Regions from separate parts of the Rattus norvegicus genome. Here regions 1 and 3 are each linked to region 2. Evidence: chromatin contacts called from public Hi-C data. All regions are on one chromosome and are shown on one strand. Each heading gives the region's core, a stretch centred on a gene start, on an enhancer-like site or on the middle of the called end of the contact. The rest is flanking DNA. Distances are from core to core; before and after follow the strand shown. Region 1 overlaps LOC134486754 (a long non-coding RNA gene). Region 2 holds the start of Chrm2 (cholinergic receptor, muscarinic 2). Region 3 overlaps Dgki (diacylglycerol kinase, iota).

Evidence for each region. A called contact is a pair of places that touch in the nucleus more often than the background predicts.
Region 1: a contact with region 2 is called in a Hi-C map of liver, with 8 times the contacts expected there. The contact joins the enhancer-like site here to the promoter of Chrm2 in region 2. A contact is called at or near these places in 8 of 12 Hi-C or Micro-C datasets (the A7r5 cell line, Schwann cells, hepatocytes and 4 more).
Region 3: a contact with region 2 is called in a Hi-C map of the A7r5 cell line, with 6 times the contacts expected there. The contact joins the enhancer-like site here to the promoter of Chrm2 in region 2. A contact is called at or near these places in 2 of 12 Hi-C or Micro-C datasets (the A7r5 cell line and frontal cortex).

The regions. Positions count from the first base shown.
Region 1 is chr4:65,013,796-65,017,994 of GRCr8, forward strand. LOC134486754 (a long non-coding RNA gene) reads left to right here. Exons shown (of 2, transcript XR_010066134.1): 1 at 1-811; 2 at 1,414-2,135. Among named protein-coding and RNA genes, the nearest start is that of Fam180a, 41 kb to the left of the region's middle. Within about 2 kb of position 2,371, at least 18 of the 93 cell types and tissues checked have an H3K27ac peak or open chromatin away from gene starts, as enhancers often do. A contact at or near this core is called in kidney and liver, where this site is marked.
Region 2 is chr4:65,980,726-65,984,711 of GRCr8, forward strand. Chrm2 (cholinergic receptor, muscarinic 2) reads left to right here and starts at 1,725. Exons shown (of 2, transcript NM_031016.2): 1 at 1,725-1,965. LOC102554507 (a long non-coding RNA gene) reads right to left here and starts at 1,544. Exons shown (of 3, transcript XR_005503520.2): 1 at 1,388-1,544; 2 at 61-398.
Region 3 is chr4:66,573,306-66,577,281 of GRCr8, forward strand. All of the region lies in intron 12 of Dgki (diacylglycerol kinase, iota), which reads right to left. Among named protein-coding and RNA genes, the nearest start is that of Ptn, 230 kb to the left of the region's middle. Within about 2 kb of position 1,421, at least 14 of the 93 cell types and tissues checked have an H3K27ac peak or open chromatin away from gene starts, as enhancers often do.

The DNA.
Region 1 (4,199 bases), core at 1,121-3,620, 970 kb before region 2:
AAATGAGATCTGCTGGTTTCCTGGCATTTATGAGGTGCTGAGTAAGTACCACTGTCTCAGAAGCATTTTCCTGCTTGGGGGGCTGTTTGCGCATCCCCCTGTTGGCCCTTTTAATGTGAGAATCTTCAGAACCTCCTAGGTGACACAGAAAGGAGGACGGAGGAGAAGATGAGATTGGAGCTTACTTGAGAAAATGACATATTTATCAAGGCACATGGCACTGGTGAATTTTAACAGGAATCCCAGTGCTGCCCCCTATGTACTACCACTTGTGAAAAGCAGCTCTGGTGGGACAGACAACCAAGACCTGTGAACCCTGTCTCTCTAAATGAGTGGAAAGGTACAACTTCTCTGCTTGCCATTTTGCTGTTGCTTGGTAGTTCTTTAGATCATTCGGTTCTAGATCTGGCCTTCTAGATTTTTTTTTCCTGTGAGACAGAGTCTTGCTGTGTAGCTCAGGTTGGCCTTGAACTCTCTACCTTCCTGCCTCAGCCTCTTAAGTGCTGGCACTCTTTTGTGGACATCTCTCTGAGTAGTGAGCAGGAGAGCTTCTCTACAGATGAACACAAGATGGTCTCTGGTGGCAGGATGGGGTCAGCTCATTCCACAGGTTGGGAGCTGGGGTCACGGTGTGTGTTACAGTGTGTGTCACAGTGTGTGTCATGGTGTGTGTCATGCCGTGTGTATCTCCTGCAGCTGTGATGTTACACTGTCAGCAGATGCTGAAAATCAGGATCAGCTCACCCCTAAGAGCAGTGTTGGGATGGCCTGGATACCGTGCAGAAGACTCAGACCCAAGAGGACATGTATGGTATGTACTCACTGATAAGTGGATATTAACCCAAAAGTCCAGACTACCTACGATACAGCCCACAGACCATAAGAAGAGTAACAGGCAGAAAGGTGTATGTGAGGAGGCTCCAGTCCTACTTAGAAGGGGAAGGAAATAATCATGGGAGGCAGAGGGATGGTTGGACCTGGGTGGGAGAGGGGAAAGGGGGAACAGGATCAGATATGAGGGGACAGGAGAGAAGCCCAGAGGCCAAGAGAATGAATGCAAATCAGCAGCCTCAGGGGGGAGGGTGGGAAGTGGAAGTGCTCTCTAGGAAGTCCCAGAGACCTGGGAGGTGCTAGGCTCTCAGGACTCATTGGGGGGTGACCTTAGCCAAAATGCCTAACACTGAGGAGAGGGCACTTGAAGAGTAGATAGACAGGGACTCAATGGAGGGACAGGGTCACTAATTCTCGGTTAAAATTTCCGACCCAGAATTGTTCCTGTCTAATAGAACTGCAGGGACAAAAATGGAGAAATAACTGAAGGAAAGGCGGTCCAATGACAGGCCCAACTTGGGATCCTTCTCATGGGGGCCACCAAAACCTGACACTATTACTGATGCTATGGTGTGCTTACAGACAGGAGCCTAGCATGGCTGTCCCCTGAGAGGCCCTACTAGCAGCTGACTGAGACAGAGGAAGATACATATCCAACAACTGGACTGAAGTCGGGGACCTCAATGATTGAATTAGGGGAAGGATTGAAGAAGCTGAAAGGGAGAGCAACCCCATAGAAAGACCAGCAGTCTCAACTAACCCAGGCCCCAGGGAGCTCCCAGAAACTGAGCCAAGAACCAGGAGCAAACAGGAGCCGATCTGAGACCCCTGGCACATATACGCAGAGGACCGCCTGGTCTGGCTACAGTGGGAGACGATGCAAAGATGCGTCTAACCCTCCCCCAGGGAAGGAGGAGGCCTGGTGGGGGTGGGGAACACCCTCTGGGAGGCAAGAGGAATAAAATGAGGAACAGGGGTGGGGGGTGGAGGTGGGCAATGACTGTAATGTAAATAAATAAAATAACCTAAAAAAAGAAAGGAAGAAAGGAAAGAAGGAAGGAAAACAAAAGGAAGAAAGGAAGGAAGGAAGAAAGGAAGAAAAAAGAAAGGAAGAAAGGAAGGAAGGAGGAAAAAGAAAGGAAGAAAGGAAGGAAGGAAGAAGGAAGAAGGAAGGAAGGAAAGAAAGAAAGAAAAATGGAGTGGAGAAAGAAAGAAAAGAAAGGAAGGAAGGAGAGAGAGAAAGAAAGAAAGAAATAAAGGAAGGAAGAAAGAAAGGAAGGAAGGAAGGAAGAAAGAAAGAAAGAGAGAGAGAGAGAGAGAAAGAAAGAAAGAAAGAAAGAAAGAAAGAAAGAAAGAAAGAAAGAAAGAAAGAAAGAAAGAAAAGAAAAGAAAAGTGGAGTGGCGTATGCGTAAGTTCACTGATCGCCCACAAGATGGCACTCTCTTCCCAGGAGAAAGGAAACTTGAGCCGGGGGCGGGGTGGCGGGGGAGGTACTACCGCTGAGCCGGTTGCCGGAGGGCTGGACTTCTGTTTGCTTGCTCTAATCCATTGCATTTGTGCACTTGGCTTGAGATGAGCAACATTAAGGTCAAAATCAGTGGTCCGCAGCCTGAGGAATGTGTCCTCCGTGGCGATTTGTGTCAGCGTCAATTATTAGCAATGCAGAGGAGGGGAAGGGAGTAGAAATATACCCAGCCCAAGTGCGAGCCGAAGCGGATGGTGAATCTTGTGTTTGGAGACTAAGGGGAGGACATTAAACTTGACCCTGAAGCTCTAGAATGTGACCAAATCGCTCTTCACGCTCCAGACGGAAGACATAGGAGGAGGCCGAGACTACTTTGTAGATTCTGAGTTCTTGGCCTGCCTTGTCCCTTCTGTTTGGGACACGTTCCACATCATCTACACACCAATGGTCCACACTGACAATGAAACCCTGAGGATTCTGGGGACGGCAGAGAGGCAGCTTGCCACCCTGGTAGTTTGGCACAGGTTTGAGCACCTGTCTACCTGCTTTAGGTCATTGGAATTTTCTGGAAATGGTTAACATGAAGCATGGGGATTCATACCCTTTTTGGTGATGTGCTGCGTCTGGATGTTCTAGCCCAAACACAAACTTTTTCTTTCAGACCACTTTGGTTCAGATGTTCACTTTAGTCCCCTTAAACCCCGCCCCAAACAGCACCCTGTGTTCTGCTTTCTTGACTGGGTTGGCTGATGGTCTTGTAGCCAACACTTCCATGGTTGCCTACTGAGACAGCTACTACTGGTGGTGCCTCAGTTTCCTCTTCTGCCTATGTATACTCAGCCCTGCTTTGACGGTCTCCCCAGGTGACATAACCTAGGGGCTAAGGAAGCTTAGGAGCTTCCATTTTCCTCAGACGCCAATGGCCTAGGTTCCTGGTCATTTCCTCTGTGCAGTCCCCTCACAAGGAAACCAGTAACCCTTCGAGAGCCCCACAGATACGCTCGTTGTGCCCAGCTTCTGTAGAAACTATCATCGGGAAGTAGGCTATGGGGTTTTCTGTTGAAGCAGAGCGACTCTCTCTGCTCAGTTCTGAGCAGACTGTGAGCTGCTGGGATCGGTGTTTATTCCACATCAAGGGCAACACGATGCAGAGTGGCTTCATCTTTTAGCGTCACGAACTGTGGCAAGGCCAACATCGTCCCCAGACAGTCATGGCCAGACCTGCTTTGAAGGAAACAATCATGTCAGGACCTCAATATCTTCTCCTCCTTCCTTTTTTATTTTTTTAAATTCAGAGAATGTCGGTATCTGGAGAGGCACATAAGGTCAAATGTGTGTTCATTCAAGGTGAACAGACTGTGTTTGAATCTGAAGGAAAAGGGAAACCGGCATGGGAAACAAAGTATTTGTGGTTGTTGATAGTGAAGAAGAAAACAGGCATTGAAACTTTGAGACTAAATTGCTAGGACCACCGGAAACACATGCATCCTGCCCTACCAACCCTTTCTTAATTCTACCATGGAGTTCCCCTTCTCAACTCAAGCTCTTCACCTGCTTTTGGAATTCGAATCTCTTCCAGCCTTTTTCCTTTCAGGCTCTGTAGAAAACTGACGTCGTCAGTGGCCCATGAATGGCTTCTGTACAAGGTGAGACCTTTTGCTCTGAAATACTCCGTCCCCGACTACCCTGACTAGAGGACCTAGAGTTTGGTGTGGTCACCAAATAGGAGCAGCATGTGACTTTGCAAGGGCACAGTGGTGACTAGAAACAGGAGTGGGACTGCTCAGATCAGCGGCACGGAGCAACCCATCCATCAACTCATGAGCAAAAATAAGTGTTTATAGCTGAAGGACACCGTCGTGTTGTGGGTCGCTGTTGGGCAGCAACACTGTGACTTTAGGT
Region 2 (3,986 bases), core at 475-2,974:
CTTCTCCAAGACTATATATTTAGTACAAAGTATATTGCATTTATTCTAACATTTCCCCACCTGGAAACACAGGTCTTAGTGTCTTCTGCAAGCAACAAGCCTTCTTCCCAATGTGCCCTGTCACCTTTGTAGCAACCCGGCACTTGCTGGCATGGGAACTAGGGGTGGTCATGGTGGTGGTGGTGGTGGTGGTGGTGGTGGTGGTGGTGGTGGTGGTGGTGGTGGTTGCAAAGGTTGTGGTGTAGAAATTGCAGATGAAGAGCTGGGCTCTGGGGACGGACATGGAGAGATGCAGGAAAGAGCTGAGAGAGAAAGCTGTCATATTTGCACAGAAGAACCGCCAAATCAGAGCGCAGAGAAGATTTCATTGGCGGAGGCTCCTTCAACGGCAACTAATCCTGTCAGAACGAAAGAAAATTGTAAATGCTCTCTCCAGAAACTGTCCGCCCATTTGCAGCTAATCAAACACAAACGCACAAATAGAGACACCACTCTCTTGCTCTGCTGCTACACACAGCGGGTGAGGGCGAGGAGACCAGTTCCTGGGAGCAGGCACGCGGGGGCACAGACACACTCACTCGCACACACGCACACACGCACACGCCAGCCTGCGGGCTTGGCCAGAACCCTGAAGTCGCAGATCCCACTTGGAAATCGCCAGAGGCGCTGGGAGAAGTGGAGGAGCGCAGCTCCCAGACACTAATTAGTACTTCTCCAGCGCTCGGGTGAAGAAATGAAGCTCGCCCAGCTCTTCACCATATCCAGGTCTCCTTTCTGTGCCGGTGCCCACAGTCATCTCCCTGAAAGCCAGGTTTGAAAGTCTTATTTGCCTATGTTTTGGGGGTGTGATGCTCAGGGCGGCGGACAGATGCAATTTAACTCCAGTCTGAACAGACCACCGGGGTCCCAGATTAGCCAAGTGACACGACCGAAGTGAAATGCCCCGCAGCCTTCTCTGAGCCTTGGGGTCCGCAGTCTCCCCGCCTCCCTTGCCCCACCCGTCTAAGTGCGGCGGCGACAACTAATCTTTCGCTTTTCTCTCGCAAGATCCAGGGAGAAGGCAAGCGGGCAGTCAGCTGAGGACTCTAAGCAGTACCGCTCGCTCCCAAGCCGGTCCAACCTGAGCCCGCCAAAGGCTCCTCGCTCCAGCCAGACTCTACCAGATCACAGCCCCGGGCGACTAAGTCAACGACAGGTAAAGGCGCTGCTATACCACCCGGTTCTCTGATTGTCCGTACCAAGGGCCCGGTACCTCGCAGCTCCTCCCAATCACCCGACCCTGGCCCCAGAGGGTCTGGGTTTGGAAGAATTGTTTGGTGGTCCCCGACACGTGCAGGTTTTCTAATGGAAACTTTGGCATCTGGGGCTTGCTGGAGAGGATACGTACCTTGGCGGGTCTGAAAGAAGGAGGGGTTTCACAGCTGGGGCGGGGGAAACCATTTGGGGTAGCTAAGTCCAGTGGAATGTGGCAAAAGCAGCCTGTGAGCACCGATACCCCAGTATGGCTCTTTTTGAGCTTGGCAATCCCCCCCGCCCCCCGCTGTCACAGACTCTGCTCCTCTTCAACCCCCCACTCTAGATGCTGCCGTGGGAAAGGCAAGTAGAGCTCAGTCTCTCCTGCCGCTCACCCTCTCCCCCTTAAGCCACCCTTAAACCCCAGGGTCTGGGCACACTGCATTTAGGGTGGAGGCCCCTCTCGCCGCCACTCCGTCCTCTGACTCCGCCTTGGGAGAGAACCTTCCGGTGAGGGAAGGGAGACAGGTTTAGTGCTATTGTCCCCGGACCTTGGCCGGGGTAAAAAAGGTTGGGGAAGGTTCCCAGGAGGAGAGAGAAGGGAGTCCTCTGCAAGCCTATTCTCCTCCGCTGGCGCACAAGGTTGATTGTCCACTGTGGCTGAGGAAAGGGGCCCCAGCCCAGAGCTGATGAAGTCTCGGACGCTGCAGGAGCTTGGCCTCCCAACTCATGGTGGGTACTGTACCACTCTGCGGGTCTTAGAGGCTAGCTGTGCTGCAAATGACCTTTAATGTTGGCACCTGCGGAGCTAAGCTATCATCTCAAACTTGTGGCTCTGGGAGCGTCTGAGGTGCGGTCCAAACCGGGTTGCAGATACAAAATACAGTAATTCCACCTGTGCGCTCCACCCTTTCATGTCCCTGGGGTGTCAGAAGCCTCGCAAGCAGGGAGACTTCCTTTGTAGAGCGCTCCAGGGTTAAGAATTCACCCAAATTGACATCTATGGGGGCGCGGTGTGTGTGTGTGTGTGTGTGTGTGTGTGTGTGTGTGTGTGTGTGTGTGTGTGTGTGTGTGTGTGTGTTGGGGGGGATACTCTGCCTCTGTCCTTCCACAGTATATGCATCCACCTTTCTATCTCCGGTCTTTCTGCGCCCTTAAGGCACTTCTGAGCCACTAAATAGTCCAAGGGAGGGTCGATCAGTCTTTCAGTCCCTTTATGTGATGCAGACTCTGGAGCTTGTGTGCAAATGCCCACGGAGAGAAGTACTCGCTGCCAAGAGCTGGGAGGAGGGCAGAGAAATGGAAGTAAACGCTGAAGGCAAGTAAAATTGCCCGCTGACACATCACCCAAGCTGCCCTGTCGTGTTCTTGTGTCACTTCAGGGTCCCCGCGAGTCTGTTCCTGCAACCCCATTGCTTCAGAGCTTCCCTCCTCAGGAATCCCCATGCCTCTGTGCTCCAGGTCCAGACCCTCCCACGCTGACCTTCCATTACTCTCTACTCCGTCTCTTTTTCTTTTTGTCTGGTTTTGCTTCCCTCGTTCTTTCTTTTACGCTGGGTGGCAGTTGGTATATGGAAATCTTAGGATGCTCAGTCCCTCCAGCATAAGCAGCCAGCAACACAAACACACACCCCAAAGCTCTTCTGTACACACACGCATTAGCGTTCCAGCGCCTGGTCACCTTTGGGCATTCCCTCAGCATCTGCAGCTTCTGTCATCATTGCTGAGGCTTCTGCCTCAGCCCAGCTGAATGGAGAGAGGGAGCTGATCCTACTCCCCGGAGAAACCTCAGGACAATCAGGCAGACCTTGGGAATTTGAGGTAGAAGTGCAGTGGAGAGACTGCTGGGGCAGTTCAAAGAGGTGAGCATTCCTGTGGGAAGCAATTTTCCCATCCCGATACAGGCTGTCTTGACTCCCTGTCAGGACTCCTTGTCTTGGAGTCCAACTAGTTGTAATTGTTTTTTTTCCAACCCTCTGATGGCTGAGTACCGGAGTGGGCCTGAACCTTCTTTCTCTTTCTTGCAATCGGCACATTTCTGGACTCAGGGTTCTTTGCTCAAAAAAAAAAATCAGCTGGACTTATAAACTCCATGTTAACTAACTCTGGATTGTGGGGCAAAGGATTTTACGATGTTTTCGGCAGACAATTAAATGCATGAGCATAAACTGTCTTGATAAGCATGGGGTGGTTATGTTCTTTTCACTGCTAGCAATAACAGGAATCTTTATACCCATACATAGAAGCTTCTCGTGAACAGGCGTCCCTGGGTCATCGTGAAGAATTTTGCAAAGACACCTATGACTGTAGAGATAAAACCAGTCGATTTAGCCAAGACACAGTTTCGTGCTGAGAATTATACGGGTTATAATTGAGAATGGACATCTTTGAGATTGTTGTCAAAGGTGGAAAAACTTTATGCCAATGCTGTAACAGCTTTCCCTTAGGAAAGGGACTAAAGAGTCCCTTTAAGACCAGATCGTCACCCCGTTACTGAAAAACACGTTGAAGTTTTGGCAATACAATTGATAAACAACTCCTCATCAACTCCATGGACTTCCGAGGTGAAATAATATCCACAAATGAGTTTCAAAATCCAAGACTCTTAAAGGCCTGGAATATCTCCTCAGGTTTGTCTCTGGCCTGAAAGTTGCGTGTGTATAATGGAGTGGACATAGGGGACAGTTGAGTTGTAGGACTGGGAAGTAAGAGGAGGCTTCCTGACAGATGTTTTGGTCAGCCTGTGAAAGGAG
Region 3 (3,976 bases), core at 171-2,670, 590 kb after region 2:
CCCTGCTGGTAGGAGGCTGTACTGACACCAGTGCTCTCCAGGCAAGGGGAAAGATGGTTGGGACAGAGTACAGATACCAATGCCTGAGGCCATGATCCTGGGACTGTAACTTAATATGTCCGGAAGAAACTGAGAAAGGCTCTGTCCAGTAAAGTTAGGCCAATCTCGCACTAACCCAGGGATGTCTTTCTAGCATGGAAGCTTGACCACCTACAGCAGACACCATTCTAGTCTGATAAGTCTTAAAATACTTGTCAGGAAATGAAACAGAGATAGAAAGAGAAAAATCAAACAACCGCCTCTGAACATGAGAACACGGAAAAACTCTAAATCACTTGAAGACTCACACCGAAAGGGATGGGAAAGCAAGAGGATTAGCCACAAAGAAAGGAGTCCCTTGACTTGCTGTGATGAGAAGGCAGCTGCCAATCACACCTTCTTAGGCTTAGCTGCTGTCTTGCTTTCTTAATAAAGAGGTTCCCAAGGGCCGCGCTTCATCTGCACTCAGTACCACCCAGAGCCTTGGGGACTTGGGAGGATATCGTACCCTTGTCTCCAAGGACAAAGCATATTTCTTCAGACTTCCATAGGAAGATGTCTTTACATGCACACTGGATGCAAATCCGTGAACTATGCGTGTGGATATACCTGTATGTGCCTGTGCATGCATATGTGTGTGTGTGTGCGTGCGTGCGTGCGTGTGTGTGTGTGTGTGTGTGTGTGTGTGTGCATGCATGCATTTCAACCTCCCTAGCTCACTGATCAAAGAGCTCTCTATGACTATGAGCAGGCCGGCTTGTATCTCATTGTTATTATCATCAATGAATGGCATCGTGTGACTTTTAAAACACGTTCATTAGGGGTTGGGGATTTAGCTCAGTGGTAGAGCACTTGCCTAGCAAGCACAAGGCCCTGGGTTCAGTCCCAAGCTCCGAAAAAAAAAAAAAAGAAAAAAGAAAAAGAAAAAAAAACCATGTTCATTGCTTTGATTTTCTCATGGGCACCCATTGTTTTACTGAGGGTCCTTTGACTGAGTTGAGTTACTATTTACTCTCAGAGCAGTTGCAAATAGTTTTTTTTCCCCAACAGATACATCATCACTACTCAAAAGGCAGCACGGTGGTGGGGCAGAGGGCACAAGACCCAGTAGGAGACACTGGCATTAGAACCAAGCTCCCATGGGTCCGGGAGTGAGCGGACCAGTCACTAAGCACATTCCTTCCTCTTCTGTAAAGCAGAGAGTCGTGGTGTCTGCATGTCAGTGTCATTTTCTCTCCTGAACATGCAGACCTTGCTTTGCACACGCCTGACAAGTAAGAAAGGCAAACCACCATTACCTGCGGAACACCACAGTATTTTTCTCCAGCCCCCATATTTCACCAGTGAAGGTCATTTCCCAAAAGCAACATGCCATCTTGCCACTGCTCTGCCTGAAGAAAGATGAGCCTTAAACTTGAAAATCAGCCTCACCCTCGTCCGTCTTCACACCAAGAAGTCTGTTGTTTCTAGGCCATAAATAACACCGGCGGCCAAACTTCCCTACAACTGAAAGAGGCCATCAAAAAGGGGCGGACACAAACGTGCTGCCGTAGCAGGAGAAACAGGGGAACGTCGGTTAACACCCTACATGCTTATCCTGATGGAAGCAAAACAAAAGTATATAAAGGGTCTTCAGGCCCCACGGGAGTGGAGGGGGTGGAGGGCTCTGCCTCCCAGGTCGTTATCAGAAGCCTGCTCTTGCCACCGTCCCAGATTTCAGACTACAGGCTCTCAGAAAGGTCCTCTGCTTCATCACGCTTCAACATTCCCCCAAATTATCTGCACCAGCCCACTAATCCCCTCCAATTACCCCCCCCACCCCCGCCGATGAAGAAAGTTATCCTGATTGGGCCAAAACATTTCCAGCTTTCCGGTCTGCCCTTCTTTCATTAGGACCAGCAGGGATGACAGCTTGGGAACACCGAGTCCTCGCCTCTTGCCTGAGCGGGCACAGCACTGCCGCAGCAGCTGGCCAATGCTGCCACCACCTGCCTGCGCTCAGCTCTAGCTGTCACAGAAGGACACCAAGTAATTCTTGCCTTCCACCAGTGTGCTGACATTGGATAGGGCTGCGGAGTGTGGATGACAGTGAACTGACATTTTCCTCTGATAGAACAGGCAGAAAAGAATGAAGGCCATGTGGGTGGAGACTTGACAGTCACATCCCTCCACTTTCAGAGAAAAGCAAGGCACAGCAGTGGACTCTGACAGGTACAGCCACCCCAGCCCTCTGTATCCAGAGGTTCTGACTTAAGTCATTGCTTGGACTAAGGTTTCCCAGGAAACATTCATGTCTATACTGCAGGCCATGTTTCTTCTGGTCACTGTCCCCTAAAAGTGAAGCTATTCACACAGCATAAGGGGCCCTGTCTGAAGATGGTTCGTGGTGTATACAGGAATGCATGTAGGTCCCCACAGAAACTTTACACCATTTTACATTAAGAACTGTGCATCAAGCCAGGTCGGTGTCTATAAGGAGTCTTGAAACAAGTCACCCACAGATGCCAAGGAAGAAATGAACTATCATTTTACTTTTACCGCTTTATTGCCTTAATTTTTAATTTATGAATTTTGTAACTTACCACAAAATCTGAAGAAATGTGATTATCACTAAACAAGAAAAAATAAAGAGCAGATTTTGGGCATCCATCGGCTCCCCACTACTGGCGAATGCCTGTAGAAAACATAGCATTTACTTTCTCATGAGAAAGAGAGGCAGATGCCAAGAGAGCAAAGGGCTTCACACGGTCAACTAGGCCTTGCCATGTTGTCTAACTTGTCTTCTTGGCATAATTTCTGCCCTGCACCCATTCAGAAATAGGGGCCATCTACTACTCTTAATCTAGGAAGGCCAAACGAACAGGAAGTGTGAAGTGAACGGCAAACGTCACTTTAACTGGGGATTTCTGACAAGGCTCTGGAGTAGCTAACGGTGAGCTGCACTGCCCCACCTAGTTTCTCTGAGCCAGGGCCCAGATGGGCAGAGAGCACAGGTCATTCCACTAGGAGCCAGAGTAGGGCTGCCTGTGGCAGAAGTGGCTGAGTCCACGTGTTCTTCCACGTATGAGGAGAGTAGGCATCACTGGAGGTTTGGCAGTGCGGTATAACCAAGAAAAAAGGCACCACTTTGCCAGAGAGTGTTTATTCATAATAATTCTATTATTCTAAGCATGAATGTTTCGTGCGTCATCTGGGTTGATTTCAGCACGGGGATCAAAGAGGGAACCATGTTACCTGACACCTGTACCCATGTGCCTCTGACTTGGGCAAGCCAGGTGCGAAGAGACCACATCTGTGCCACTGAACGGCAGGTCCAAATGGGATGGCTGCACACCTACAGTATGAGTCAGACTTCGAAAGCGCTGCGGACACCACGTAAAACAGTTCGCAGTAACTTACACCTTGCATGTTGGGATGTTTTCTATAAAATCTAAAGGAAATAGGAAACAAAATTTGCCTGCTTCTTTTCAATTTTCCCCTTTAAAATGCCTTCTAGAAAAAGTCCATCTACAAATGTGGTTTAACCATAATGTCCCTGGACAGCAGTGGTCTGTACTGTTTACCCCACTGACTTTGAGGATCCTCAGATATCGCCATAGTTCTCTTTGCAGATTTAATACTGCTACAGAAACAGTGGAGAAGCCCCACCTTCCATATTCAGTTCCAAGTGCATTTTGGGAGGAGAGATCACCCTATCGACCCCCCCTTGTATGTTTTATTAATATAAAAACAAAATAACTGATATTGAAGCCTAAAACCTTTTCCACAAAATAATACATTTCTACATATTACAGAATACACTGCATACTTCACACGGTTAGCATGTGAGCAGCTGTCGCCGCCAAAAATATTCCCTCTGGTTCCCCCTTGAGTGGTGTCACCGCTCGGGCAGAATCCTGACGGTATCCAGCGATGCACTCACTAACCGAAGGCTGCA